Regions from separate parts of the Pan troglodytes genome. Here region 2 is linked to region 1. The links are chromatin contacts, called in public Hi-C maps. All regions are on one chromosome and are shown on one strand. Each heading gives the region's core, a stretch centred on a gene start, on an enhancer-like site or on the middle of the called end of the contact. The rest is flanking DNA. Distances are from core to core; before and after follow the strand shown.

What was found. Hi-C and Micro-C count contacts between places; a contact is called where the count stands out from the background.
Region 2: a Hi-C map of induced pluripotent stem cells shows a contact between it and region 1, with 2.5 times the contacts expected there. The contact joins two enhancer-like sites. A contact is called at or near these places in 2 of 7 Hi-C or Micro-C datasets (both in induced pluripotent stem cells).

Annotation. Positions count from the first base shown.
Region 1 is chr13:94,987,609-94,994,267 of NHGRI_mPanTro3-v2.0_pri, forward strand. No RefSeq gene overlaps it. Among named protein-coding and RNA genes, the nearest start is that of TMEFF2, 740 kb to the left of the region's middle. Within about 2 kb of position 3,958, at least 1 of the 24 cell types and tissues checked has an H3K27ac peak or open chromatin away from gene starts, as enhancers often do. A contact at or near this core is called in induced pluripotent stem cells, where this site is marked.
Region 2 is chr13:95,617,563-95,624,221 of NHGRI_mPanTro3-v2.0_pri, forward strand. No RefSeq gene overlaps it. Among named protein-coding and RNA genes, the nearest start is that of TMEFF2, 1.4 Mb to the left of the region's middle. Within about 2 kb of position 3,434, at least 1 of the 24 cell types and tissues checked has an H3K27ac peak or open chromatin away from gene starts, as enhancers often do. A contact at or near this core is called in induced pluripotent stem cells, where this site is marked.

The sequences.
Region 1 (6,659 bases), core at 2,708-5,207:
GTAAATAGTGTTATAATAAATATGGGAGAGCAGATATCTCTTTGATATATTGAATTTCTTTCTTTTGGGTGTATACTTAGCAGTGGGATTGCTGGATCATATGGTAGCTTTATTTTTAGAATTTGAGGAACCTCCAAACCAGTGGTTGTACTAATTTGCGTTCCAACCAACAATGTACTAGGTTTCCCTTTTCTCTGTATCTTGGCAGCATTTATTATTACCTGTCCTTTGATATAAGCCATTTTAATTGGAATGAGGTGACATCTCATTGTAGTTTTGATTTGCATTCTTTGATGATCAAGGATGTTGAACACCTTTTCATATATCTGCTTGCCATTTGTATGTCTTCTTTTAAAAAATGCCCATATTTTTAAGTTGGATCATCAGAGGTTTTTTTTTTTTCTATGAAGTTTTTTGAGCTCCTTAAATATTCTGGCTATTAATCTCTTGTCAGATGTGTAGTTTGCAAATAACTTCTTCCGTTGTGTGGTTTGTCTCTTTACTTTGTTGATTGTTTCTTTTTTGTGCAGAAGCTTCTTAACTTGATGTGATCTCATGTGTCCATTTTTGCTTTGGTTGCCCATTTGTAGGGTATTGCTCAAAAATCTTTGTCCAGTCCAACATCCTGGAGAGTTTCAGCAATGTTTTCTTTTAGTAGTTTCATAGTCTGAAGTCTTATAATTATATCTTTAATTCATTTTGATTTGATTCTTGTATATAGTGAGAAAAGTTTTAGCTTCTTTCTTCTGCTTGAGGATATTTATGTTTCCCAGCACAATTTATTGATGAGACTGTTTCCCCAATGTGTATGTTCTTGCCACCTTTGTCAAAAATGTGTTCACTGTAGATATCTGCATTCATTTCTGTGTTTTTATTCTGTTCCATTTGTCTATGTGTCTGTCTTTATGCTAGTACCATGCTCTTTGAATTACCATAGCTCTGTAGTACAATTTGAAGGCAGGTAAAGTGATTCTTCCAGTTTTGTGCTTTGTTTCCAGGACAGCTTTGGTTATTCTGGGTCTTCTGTAGTTCCATTTAAATTTTAGGATTGCTTTTCTATTTCTGAGAAGAATGTCATTGGTATTTTGATAGAAACTTCATTGCAACTGTAGACTGCTTTGAGTAGTACAGACATTTTAACAATATTGATTCTTCCAATACATGAACATGGTATATCTTGCTTTTTTTTCTCTTCATATTCTTTCACTAATATTGTATAGCTTTATTGTAGAGATCTTTCACTACTTTGGCTACATTAACTACTAATTATTTTGTTTTATTTGTAGCTATTATAAATGGAATTCATTTTTTATTTCTTTTTCAGATTGTTCACTGTTAGACAAAAATGCTACTGTTTTTTGTATGCTGATTTGTATTCGGCAACTTTTAATTTGTCAGTTCTAATATTTTTTGGTGGAGTCAAGATTTTTCCAAAACTAAGAGCGTATCATCTGAAAGCAAGAATAATCTCCCTTATTTCTTTCTTTCTCTTGTATGATTGCTTTAGCTAAGACTTCCAGTACTATGTTGAATAACAGTGGTGAAAGTAGGCATCCTTGTTGCATTCCTGATGTTAAAGGGTTTCAGAATGTGTATTCAGCATCCGTAGAATGAAATGTACTATAAATATCTATTACGTCCATTTGTATTGTAGTGTAGATAAAGTCTGATGTTTCTTTGTTGATTTTCTGTCTAAATATCTGTCCAAAGATGAAAGTGAGGTGTTGAAGTCTTCAGCTCTTATTTTAGGGGAGTCTTTCTCTCTCATTTTTACTCTAATAAAATTGGTTTTGTATATCTGGGTGCTGCAGTGTTGTATGCATACATGTTTATGATTGTTATATCCTCTTGCTGATTTTACCCCTTTGTCATTATATAATGCCCTTCTTTATCTCTTTGTATAGCTGTTGTTTTGAAATCTATTTTGTCTGATATGAATATAGCTACTTCTGCTCTTTTTTGATTTCCATTTGCAAGGAATATTTTTTCCATCCCTCTATTTTCAGTTTATGTATGTCTTTATAAGTTAAGTGTGTTTCTTGTAGGCAAGAGATTGTGAGACTTTTTTTTTTAAATTCATTTGTCCCCTCTGTGTCTTTTGACTGGAGAGTTTAATTCATTTACATTCAATATTATTATTAATACATAAAAAATTATTCCTAACATTTTGTCATTTCTTTCTAGTTATTTTGTGGTCTTCTGTTCCTGTTCTCTTGTTAGTAAAGATAATTTTCTCTAGTGATATGTTTAATTTTTTGTCTTTAATTCTTGTTTATCTATTGTATCTTTTTAGATTTAAGTCTAATAAAAGGCTTGCAGATAATATCTCATATCTTATTTTGAACTGACGACAACACTGATAGCATAATAAACAAAATAAGCAGAAGGAAAATTAATAAAAGATTCTATAGTTTACCTTTATTCCTCTACCTTTTAACTTTTTTGTTTGTCTTTCTATCTTTATGTAATGTCCATGTCTTGAAAAGTTGTTGTAGTTATTATTTTTTATTGGTTTATCTTTTCATTTTTTCTACTTAAGATACAAGTAATTTGCATGCCACAATTATAGTGTTATAATATTCTATGTTTTTGTGTATCTACTATTATCAGTGAGTTTTACACCTTCAGTTGATTTGTTTTTGCTCATTAACAACACTTTCTTTTAGATTGAAAAACTCCCTTTAGCATTTCTTGTAGTATAGATTTGGTGTTGATAAAATTCCTCACCTTGTGTTCACCTGGGAAAGTCTTTATTTTTCCTTCATGTTAGAAAGATATTCTTGGTTTATTCTACAATAAGTTTTTTCTTTCAGCACTTTAAATATCTCATGCCTCTTTCACATGGCCTGTAAGGTTGCCACTGAAAATTCTGCTGCCAGACGTATTGGAACTGTTGTATGTTATTTATTTTAAGTACTTTTTTATCCTTGGCCTTTGGGAGTTTGATTATTAAATGACTTGAGGTAGTCTTACCTAGGTTAAATCTGCTTGGTGTTTTATAGCCTTCTTGTACTTGGATATTGATATATTTCTCTAGGTTTGGGAAGTTCTCTGTTATTATCCCTTTGAATAAGCTTTCTACCCCTATCTCTCTCTCTATTCCTTTTGTAAGGCCAGTAACTCTTAGATTTGCCCTTTAAGGCTATTTTCTAGATCTTGAAGATGTGCGTCTTTCTTTTTAATTCTTTTTTCTTTTTTCTCCTCTGACTGTGTATTTTCATATAACCTACCTTCAAGCTCCCTAATTCTTTCTTCTGCTTGATCAATTCTGTTATTGAGAGACTCTGATGCATTCTTTGGTATGTTAATTGCATTTTTCAACTCCAGAATTTCTACTAGAATCTCTTTAATCATTTCAGTCTCATTTGTTAAACTTATCTGATAGGATTCCAAATTTATTTGAGTTTTCTCAAAACAGCCATTTTGAGTTCTCTGCCTGATATGTCACATATACCTGAGTCTCTGGGATTGGCTCGTTGTGTCTTATTTAGTTCATTTGGTGAGGTCATTGGATGGTCTTGATGTCTATGGATTTCTCAGTGTCTGGACATTGCATTCAAGAGTTAGCTATTTATTGTAGTCTTCACAGTCTAGGCTTGTTCATACCTTTCCTTCTTTGGAAGGCTTTCGAGATATTCAAAGGGATTTAGGTGTTGCATCCCAAGTTTTTAGTCACTGCAAACATATCTGCATTAGGGGGCGCCTTAAGCTTAGTAATGTTGTAGTTCTTGCAGCACCATAAAGATATCACCTTGATGGTCTCGAATAACATCTGGAAGAATTTTCTAGATTACCAGGCAGAGATTCTTGTTCTCTTCCCTTAATTTCTTCCAAACAAATGCTTGCTCTCTCTCTCTCTCTTTCTCTCTCTTTGTTGAGTTACCTGGTGCTGGGGTAGGGGTGACACAAGCACTCCAACTCACTACCACTGGGACTGTGCTGGGTCAGACATGAATCCAGCACTGCACTGGTCTTACCCAAGGCCCACTGTAACCATGACCTTGCTACCACCTATGTTTACTCAAGGCCCTAAGCTCTACAATCAGCAGGTAGCCTAACTTGGGTCTTTCCCTTCAGGGTGGCAAGATCCCCTGGGTCATGGGGGCACAGGGTGCTCTATTCTACAGCAGCTAAACTGGCACTGAAACCACAAAATAAAAATCCTTGCTCTCATTTCTTCTCTTTTTCCAAGTCAGAAGAGCCACTCCCCATGTCCACCACTACCAAAAGCACACAGGGAGTACTGCCTAGCTACTGCTGATGAAAGACCCAAGTGCTTTTAGTCAGCTTGTGGTGAATGCTTTCAGGCTTGAGACTTTCCTTTCAGGGCAGTGGGCTTCCCTCTGGCCAAGGGCAGGTTCAGGCGTGCCATCCAAGATGAAGTCCTGGAATGAGGTACCCCAAGAGCCAGCTTTGTGTGCTCTTATCCACTGTGGCTGAGCTGGTAGCTAAGCTGCAAGACAAAGTCTCCTCTATTCTTTTTTCTCCTTTTCTCAAGCAGAAGTGATCTCTCTCCATAACCACCACATTTGTGAATATGCTGGGACACAGCTATAGCCAGTATGTCTCAGGGTCTCAATCAAGGTCAAGAGCATGAGCTACCTGGTTACCTATGCTGATTATTCAGGGCCCAAAGGCACTTTAGTCAGTAGGTGATAAATCCTGCTGGGTGTTGGTGGCACTGAATTTCAATGCAAAGTCCCTCAGTCACTGCACTCTCCCTTCTCCAAGTGCACAGATTCTTTCTCCATGCCATATAGCTGCTAACAGTGTATGGGAAAGGGGTGGTGTCAGGAAATCAACACTGTCTTTTCTACCTTCTTCAGTGACTCTTTCACTGATATAAAGTTAAAACTAGGTATTGTGGTCTCACACCTGTTGTTTGGTTCTTATGAAGATGCCTTTTTTATTGTACATGGTTTTTAGATTTGGTGTTCCTGCGGAGAGAAGAATCCTTGAAGGCTTCTATGTAGACTTCTTGTTCTGCTTCCTTCTCTTTAAGATGTTTTGTATAAGAATCATGTCTGTACCAAATACAACAGACGCAATGTATAAGTTGCGGATCTATTTAATTCCTACCATTTCTCTCTGAAGTTTTAATTTTTGCATGTTCAGTGAGATATAAATGATATGTCATTGCAGTCTTTTCATTTTGTGGTCATCAGTGTTGTTGAATATCTTGTTTAAAGTTTATTTGTAATAGGTTTGTCTCTTATATAAAATGCCATGCCAAAAAAAAAAAAAAAAGAATCATGTCATCTGAGAATAGTGTCATTTTTACTCCTTCTTTTCCAATCTGAATGCCTTTTATTTCATTTTGTTAACTAAATGCCCAGACTAAATCCTCTAATATGATATAAATGTAAGTGGTAGGAGTAAACATTCTTATCTCATTCCTGATCTTAAGGGAGGAAGAATCCTATCTTTTATTATTAGTATGTTAACTGCGGGCTTTTGTGGATGTCTCTGATTTTATTTAAGAGTTTCCTTTCTATGCTTAGTTTGTTGAATATCACATGATTATCAAATGCTTTTTCTGCATCTATGGAGATTATCATGTAATTTTTTCCCATTGAGGTGATAAATTACATTAATCAGTTCTCAGATGTAGAACCAGCCTTGAATTCCCGGAATAAATCCCACTTGCTAATGTTACATAATTATTTTTGTTGTTGGATTCATTGTGCTAGTATTTTGTGGCATTTTTTGTAAAGAGTAAAAAGAGGCAATGTTCTGTACTTTTCTTATGATGTGTTTGATTTTGGTGTCAGGATAATAGTAACTTCATGGAATGAGTTGGAAAGTGTTTCAACTTTTGTTTTTGGAAAATTTTTTAAAGAATTGGCTATTAATTCATCAAATGCTTGGGAGAACTCAGTAGGGAAGTCAAGTGGGTTTCAGCAGTGCAGCTGTCTGAGCCGAGGCTTTTCTTCGTGGGTAATTTTTTTCAATACTACTTAAATTTTTTTACTTGTTATAATTAACTTTGGATTATCTTACTTCTTGGGTCAGTTTTGGTAGCTTGTGTTTCCAGAAAATTGTCCATTTCATATGTTATCTAAAGTGTTGGTATAAAATTGTTCATAGTATTCTCTCATAATTTTTCTTTATATTTCTGTAGGAAAGCAGGAATATTCTATTCTTCATTTTTGATTCTAGTAATTTGAGTTATTTCTTTTGTGCTTGATCAATCTGGTAAAGATTTGTCAATTTTATCGATCTTTTAAATAAATCAGTTTTGGTCTCATTGCATTTTTTCCTGTTCTTTAATTTATTAATTTCCATGTGATTCCTTATTATTTCCTTCCTTATGTTTCTATGAGTTTAGTTTCCTATTTTTTTTTCCCCAGGGCTTATGGTAGAAGGTTAGGATATTAATTGACTTTATTCTTTCTTAATATAGGAAGTTATAGCTATATGTTGCACACTTAATAATTCTTTAGCTAAATCCCAGAAGTTTTGATATATCTATACACTAATTTATCCAAAAGTAATCACATATTCCTTTCAATTTATTCTTTAACTCATTGATTGTTTAGAAATGTTTTTTAAATTTCCACATATTTGTGAGTATCTCAAATTTTTCCTATTGATGTCTGATTTTATTCCATTATGATCAGATAACATATTTTGCATTGTTTCTATTATTTTCTATTTAT
Region 2 (6,659 bases), core at 2,184-4,683, 630 kb after region 1:
AGCGCCAGATTTCCACAGCTCCACTGCATCAATAACTTCAAAAACAAAGATCATAAAGTAAAGAAATTCAACACTGCTAATTTAAAGCAATAAGACTCCGAGAAATGTCTATGAAACCCTATACAGTTTGTGTTAGATAAATACAGGGAGGTAATTTTAGATTATACTAAATATATTGATATAAATGAACTGAAGAGAGATTTTTTTTTTCAGTCAATATGCTAGTTCAAGCAGCTATAAATGGTGTAACTGGGTTTTTTTTAGATTTATGTTTTGATTAGTGTGCCTATAACCTTCATTCAATAATGCCTATGGTAAATGAAGTTAAGATCTCAGAAATCCTTCAGTTTGATATAGCAAAATAATCTAAATATTTATGACAATGGTGTAAAATTAAACAGGTTCTTTAGACCTGCTCAGTTACTATCTAAATGCATTCCAGAAGAAGACATAGAACATGGTTTATTTATCCAAGGTATTTTGGAAAAAAAAATCTTTTGAAGAGAGATTCAGCATATTTGAAAAATGCTATAGTGTTTTTCTCTCTGCAGTTTGAGAATGACAGTGGAATATGCTGCCTTTGAAGTGAAATTATTAATTTTCTTGCTGGTGTTGACACTCTAGTGTGACAAAAGCCAGGTAGCAACATGTCAACCGCAAAGGACGGTTGTCATTAAGGGTAAGGTAAGTAATGAGAGTGATGTGATCAGCAGGGATGTTTTTGTCATAACTAATTGAAATTGTGGGTTTTAAAAACCAAAAGCGATGAACAACCCATTAAGTCCTGTTCTGTCTATATAGCAGAAAAACAAACAAACAAGAAAATCAACTATAAAACTGGTGAATGAAGGCCAGACATGAGACACAATGAGAGTCATGCTCCTTCACCTAATTCTAAGACTTGGTAGCATTAGACACATAGACACTATGCCTCTATCGGCATCATGTTTACCTTGTGTAAGAATTCTCTGGGTAAAAAAAAATGGAAGCCATAAGATGTTTCTTCGAAAAGGGCATCACATTGTCATAAAAATATAATTTCTAGAAAAAGATCAGATGCATCTAGGCATTCTCTATTTTTTCATCTCCCATTAAATTGGTTGTTGCCATTGCTGTCTTAATTTTCCTTCTCTCTACTACTCTACTGTGGATTTATAACACCTCCCCTGTCAGCTTCTGATATCTAGTAGCATTTATTTCACTTCCTTGCCAACTGTGACCCTAACTCTGTGGTCACAAACTGAATGTACCACCTATCCTCTGCCTTCTGGTAAAATGTCTGCTTGTTCCAAGTTTTCATATTTCTGAAATATATATGCACTTGTTTTATTCCCAGTGAAATTTTTGAAGGGCTTTCATTACATGACTTGAGAAGTATTTTCATGGGAAATATTATTTAAAATGTTGATGAAAAATGTGGTGTAGAAGACATTAAATATACACCTTTCATGTCACTTTGCTTGGAATTTGACATATACAAATATATCCAAAAACACTGAGAGACTTGTTTTTCCCTGTTGTTTCTCATGATCTTCTCTTTGTTCAAATTTATAAAATGCTTTTTTAATTGTAAAAGTCATATAAGTAAAATTTGGAAGATATGGAAAAGTACAAAGCCAAAATCTATATATATTTTAAAAGAGTGTGTAAACTGTTTATTTCTCTAATGTAATTATTACATGCATATATAATATAAAGGTATATATATACATATATACAAATATATATATATCATGTAAGCAAGTAAAAATTACACTTTACATGTAGTATTATATGTGTTATTGGCCTTTTAAACTTAATATTTTCATTTTATTATATATTCTTTGAAAACCAAATTATTAGTGAGCACCTTGTTTCTCCCAAGACCTGGAGCGAACCTGGGGAGAAGCCAGGAGACAATGGAGGGAAAACACTCCCAAGAAAATCTGCAGGCATTTTTCACAGATGTGGGACTGAAGGAAGGATGCCATTTTCAATTCAGGCTCATGACAAAGTCAGTCAGTGTTTGACAACCCAGCTGTAGTGGCCACCGTAGATATTTTAATCTCTGCCCAGAAATTGGAGTGCTTGTTCTGTAGTGGGGGAAGAGCCCCCCACAGCCAGAACTGAGTGGCTGTTGCAGTGCACCCCCAGAGTAAGTGCTAAAATTGTGCTATCTCCTGTCACTGGACTGGAGTGGGAGGACAGTTGCTGAAGCCATGGTTTATCTTGGGCAGGGTGATTTGTGGCCAGGAGAAACAGCTTTGTGGCCTAGGGACCATCTGCATATGTCATTGCTGGATGCCCCAGCCTGTTATCCTAGTTAGTCAGAAGAGTGTTCACCACCAATACTGAGGAGTGGGAGGGAGGTGGATCTCATTTGTGCTCACCCAGATTGGGAGCGTGAGCCACATCTTTATTCCCTTGCAAATAACTTAATCTAGTGTCACCCCCGCTGCTCGATGCCTGGGCACATTTCCAGGCATTCAGAGCACTTGCTTCCCTGAAATGGGGGCCTGAGCTGCCCTTCCCTTCCCCTGCAAAGACCTAGTTGTAGCAGCAGTTCCTCTGCTCTGCAGCAGCTACTCTACTTCTTGCCGGGTGACATATTTCCAGGCAACTGGCATACCTGCTCACCTGGATTAGGTGACTGAATTGCCCTTTCCTTCCTGCGAAGAGATCTTAGTGCAGTGGCACCCTGTCTGCTCTATGCCCCGGCATAATTCCAACCATTCAGTCCACTATCTTGACTGGATTAGAAGCCTGTGTCATCCCTCTCTCCAGGTCGGAAATCTTGGTACAGTGGCGCCCTCTTCCATCCACACTCAGGTATAATTCCAGGCATTCAGCACAGCTGCTTGCTTGGATTAGAATCTGAGTCTCGCCTCCCTTTCTGTGCATAGATTTTGGTGCTGCAGTACCATCTCTGCTCCACACCCAGGCGTACTTCCAAGCATTTAATGTACTCACTTGCCTGGAGGAAAAGCCTGGGCTGACTCTCCCTTTTCATCTGGAGATCTGGATACATTGGAACCCCCTCTGCTCCATGCCCAGACATATATCTGGGCATTTGGAACACTCACTCTTCTAGATTATGAATTCAGGCTGCCCCTCCCTTCCTGGAGAGCCAACTTCGGACAGTGGAGTTATCTCCACTCTACACCTTGGCACTTGTCTGGGCACTTGGCAGCTGCCCATCAGATACCCACCCCTTGGAGCTGGTGTTTGCACCTGCCATTGGGTGACATGTAGGCGAGCCTGCTTGGCATAGCCCCATTCAGCTTGGTTCCCCACTCCAGGGCTAAGCTGGGAACTGAGACTACTATCCATTTCACAGGACACACCATTGGCTGAGGCAACAGTGAGCTTCTCAAGGTTAACAAAGATCATGCATAGGGAGAAATGTGTTGGCTGCAGCCAGATCCAACCCATATTGCCACCTACTGGTGTAGACATCAAGCTGCACAACCAAACAAAAAATCTGACACCAGTGCACAGCACTAGGGAATGAGATAAGCTTCCTGAGACCTCCCCATTCTGACTCCACAGGAGGCAGTGAGCACACTCACATGTCCAGCAAATTGCTACTACAACTAGCATTTAAGAAAGTCACCATACAAAAGATATCTATAACCAAGAAACTTACATAGGCTTTGCCACTAAAGCACCTGGAACCAAAGCCAAAAAACTCTACACAACGCATATTATAGACACACCCTCAAGGGGGAAAATCTTACTCAAATGAAAGCAAATCCAAAAATGAGAAGAGGAGATAGCTAATCAGATAAGAAGGAACCAGAGAGATAATCCTGGAAGAATGAAAACACAGAGTGTTAAAACACTAACTGCCCAGCAATGGATCCTAATTAAAATGAAATCTTTGAAATACCAAATAAAGAATTCAAAATGTTGATTTTAAAGAAATTTAATGAGACCCAAAAGAAAATTGAAAGCCAATACAAATAAATCATAAAACAATTCAGAATATGAAAGAAGAGAGATATATGGTTTTATAAAACTTCTGAAAAAAGATGTGTTGACAGAATTACAAAATATAGCTGTAAGCTTTAACAATAGGCTAGTATAAGCAAAATAAAAGATTTTAGAACTAGATGGCAGGTCTTTCAAATTAACCTATTTGAACAAAAATTCAAAAGATATTTTTAAAAAAGCTTTTGATAAATATTGGATTATGTAAAGCCTTCAAAACTATAAGTAGTAACTATTCCAGAGAGAACAAAAAAATTGTAAAATAAAACATGTGGAAAATATATTCTAGGGAATAATTGAGAAAAACTTTTCTGATCTTGTTAAAGTTCTAGACATCCAGATACAATATATTTAAAGAATTCTTGGGAGATACATTGCAAGAAGGAACTCATCAAGGAATATAGTCATCAGATTATACAAAGTCAACAAGATAGAAAAAAATTCTAAAATGGGCAAGAGAGAAACATCTAATCACCTATGAAGGAAATACCATCAGACTAACAGCAGACATATCAGCAGAAACATTACAAATGAGAAGACATTAGGGTCCCATTTACAGTCTTTTTAAAGAAGAAAAAGTGCAAGCCAAGAATTTTGTATCTTGCTAAACTAAGTTTCCTAAGTGAAGGAAAAATAAAGTTGCTCCGAGTCAAGAAAACACCAAGGGAATTTGTCACCACTAGATCAGTCCTAAAAGAAATGCTCAAACGAGTTAAAAATGGAAATGGAAGGGGTATACTTGTCATCATAAAAACGTGCAGGTCACATAAAGTAATTACACAATTGAGACTGCAAAGCAAATATGTAATAATTAACATTATGGCAAGAAGAAAACCTCTCATATCAATATTAACTTTAAAGGTAAAGGGCTATATGCTCCACTTAAAATATGTCAGTTGGCAGAATGGATAAAAATATAAAAACTTTCTAAACATAAGCTGCATACAAAAAAACCCACCTGATATGGTTTGGATCTGTGCCCCCACCAAATCTCATGTAGAATTGTAATCCTCAGTGTCAGAGCGGGGGCCTGGTGGGAGGTGATTTGATCATAGGGGTGGGTTCTCATAAATGGTTTAGCACCACCCACTTGGTACTGTTCTCATGATAGTGCGTTCTTGTGAGATTTAGTTGTTTAAGAGTGTGGCAGCCAGGTGTGGTGGCTATGCCAGTAATACCAGCACTTTGGGAGGCCAAGGTGGGCGGATCACGAGGTCAGGAGATTGAGACCATCCTGGCTAACATGGTGAAACCCCATTTAGGATTGTTTTACATAATTCTCTGAAGAATCACCTTGGTAGTTTGATAGGAATTGCATCGAACCTGTGGATCGCTTTGGGCAGTACAATTTAAAGATACTGATTCTTCTGATCCATGATCATGAGATACTTTTTCCACTAGTTTGTGTCATATATGATTTATTTAATCAATGTTTTGTAGTTCTCTTTGTAGAGATCTGTCATTTTCTTGGTTAAATATATTCCTAGGTATAATTTTTAGCAAATTTTAAATACAGAGAGAGAGAAGGTGCTACACACTTTTAAACGACCAGATTTCATGATAACTCACTTACTATGGTGACCAAAGAAGATGGTGCTAAATGATTTATGAGAAACTACCCTCATGATCCAATCACCTCCCAACCTCCTGTTGGGGATTGGGAATTACATTTCAACATGAGATTTGGGTGGGGACACAGGATTCAAACCATATCAGTGATTTACCATATAAAAGAATTAAAAACAAAAACCACAGAATCATCTCAAAAGATTGAGAAAAAAACATTTAATAAAATTTGTCATTTTTTTCATGACAAAAACCCTTGCCAAACTAGGAATAGAAAGAACATACTTAAAATAATAAAAGCCATATATAACAAACCCACAGCCAACATTAAACAGAATGGGGATAAGCATTTCCCCTAAGAAATGGAACAAGACAAGGATGCCTACTTTCACCACTGGTATTCAACATAGTACTGGAAGTTCTAGCTATGGCAATGAAGCAAAAGGAAAAAATGAAAAACATTTAAATTGGAAAAGAGAAAGTCAAATTATCTCTGTCTGCTGTTGATATACTCTTATACCTAGTAAACTCTAAAGACTTCTGCAAAAGACTTTTAGATTTGATAAATTACTTCAGTAAATTTTCAGGATATAAAATCAACATACAAAAATCAGTAGCATTTCTATACACCAATACCAGTCAAGCTGAGAACCAAAACAAGAACTCAATCCCATTTAAAATTTGCTAAAAATTATACCTAGGAATATATTTAACCAAGAAAATGACAGATCTCTACAAGGAGAACTACAAAACATTGATTAAATAAATCATATATGACACAAATTAATGGAAAAAGTATGTAATGCTCATGGATCAGAAGAATCAGTATCATTAAATTGTACTGCCAAAGCAACCTACAGGTTCAATGCAATTCCTATCAAACTACCAAGGTCATTCTTCAGAGAATTATGTAAAACAATCCAAAAAATTCATCTGCAAAGAAAAAAAGCCCAAATAGTCAAAGTAATCTCAAGCAAAATGAAAAAAGCTCTAGGCATCACATTACCTGACTTCAAATAATATTATAAGGTTATAGTAACCAAAACAGCACAGTACTGGTATAAAAATAGACACATCAATCAATGGAACAGAATAGAGAACTAGAAATAAAGACACATATCTAC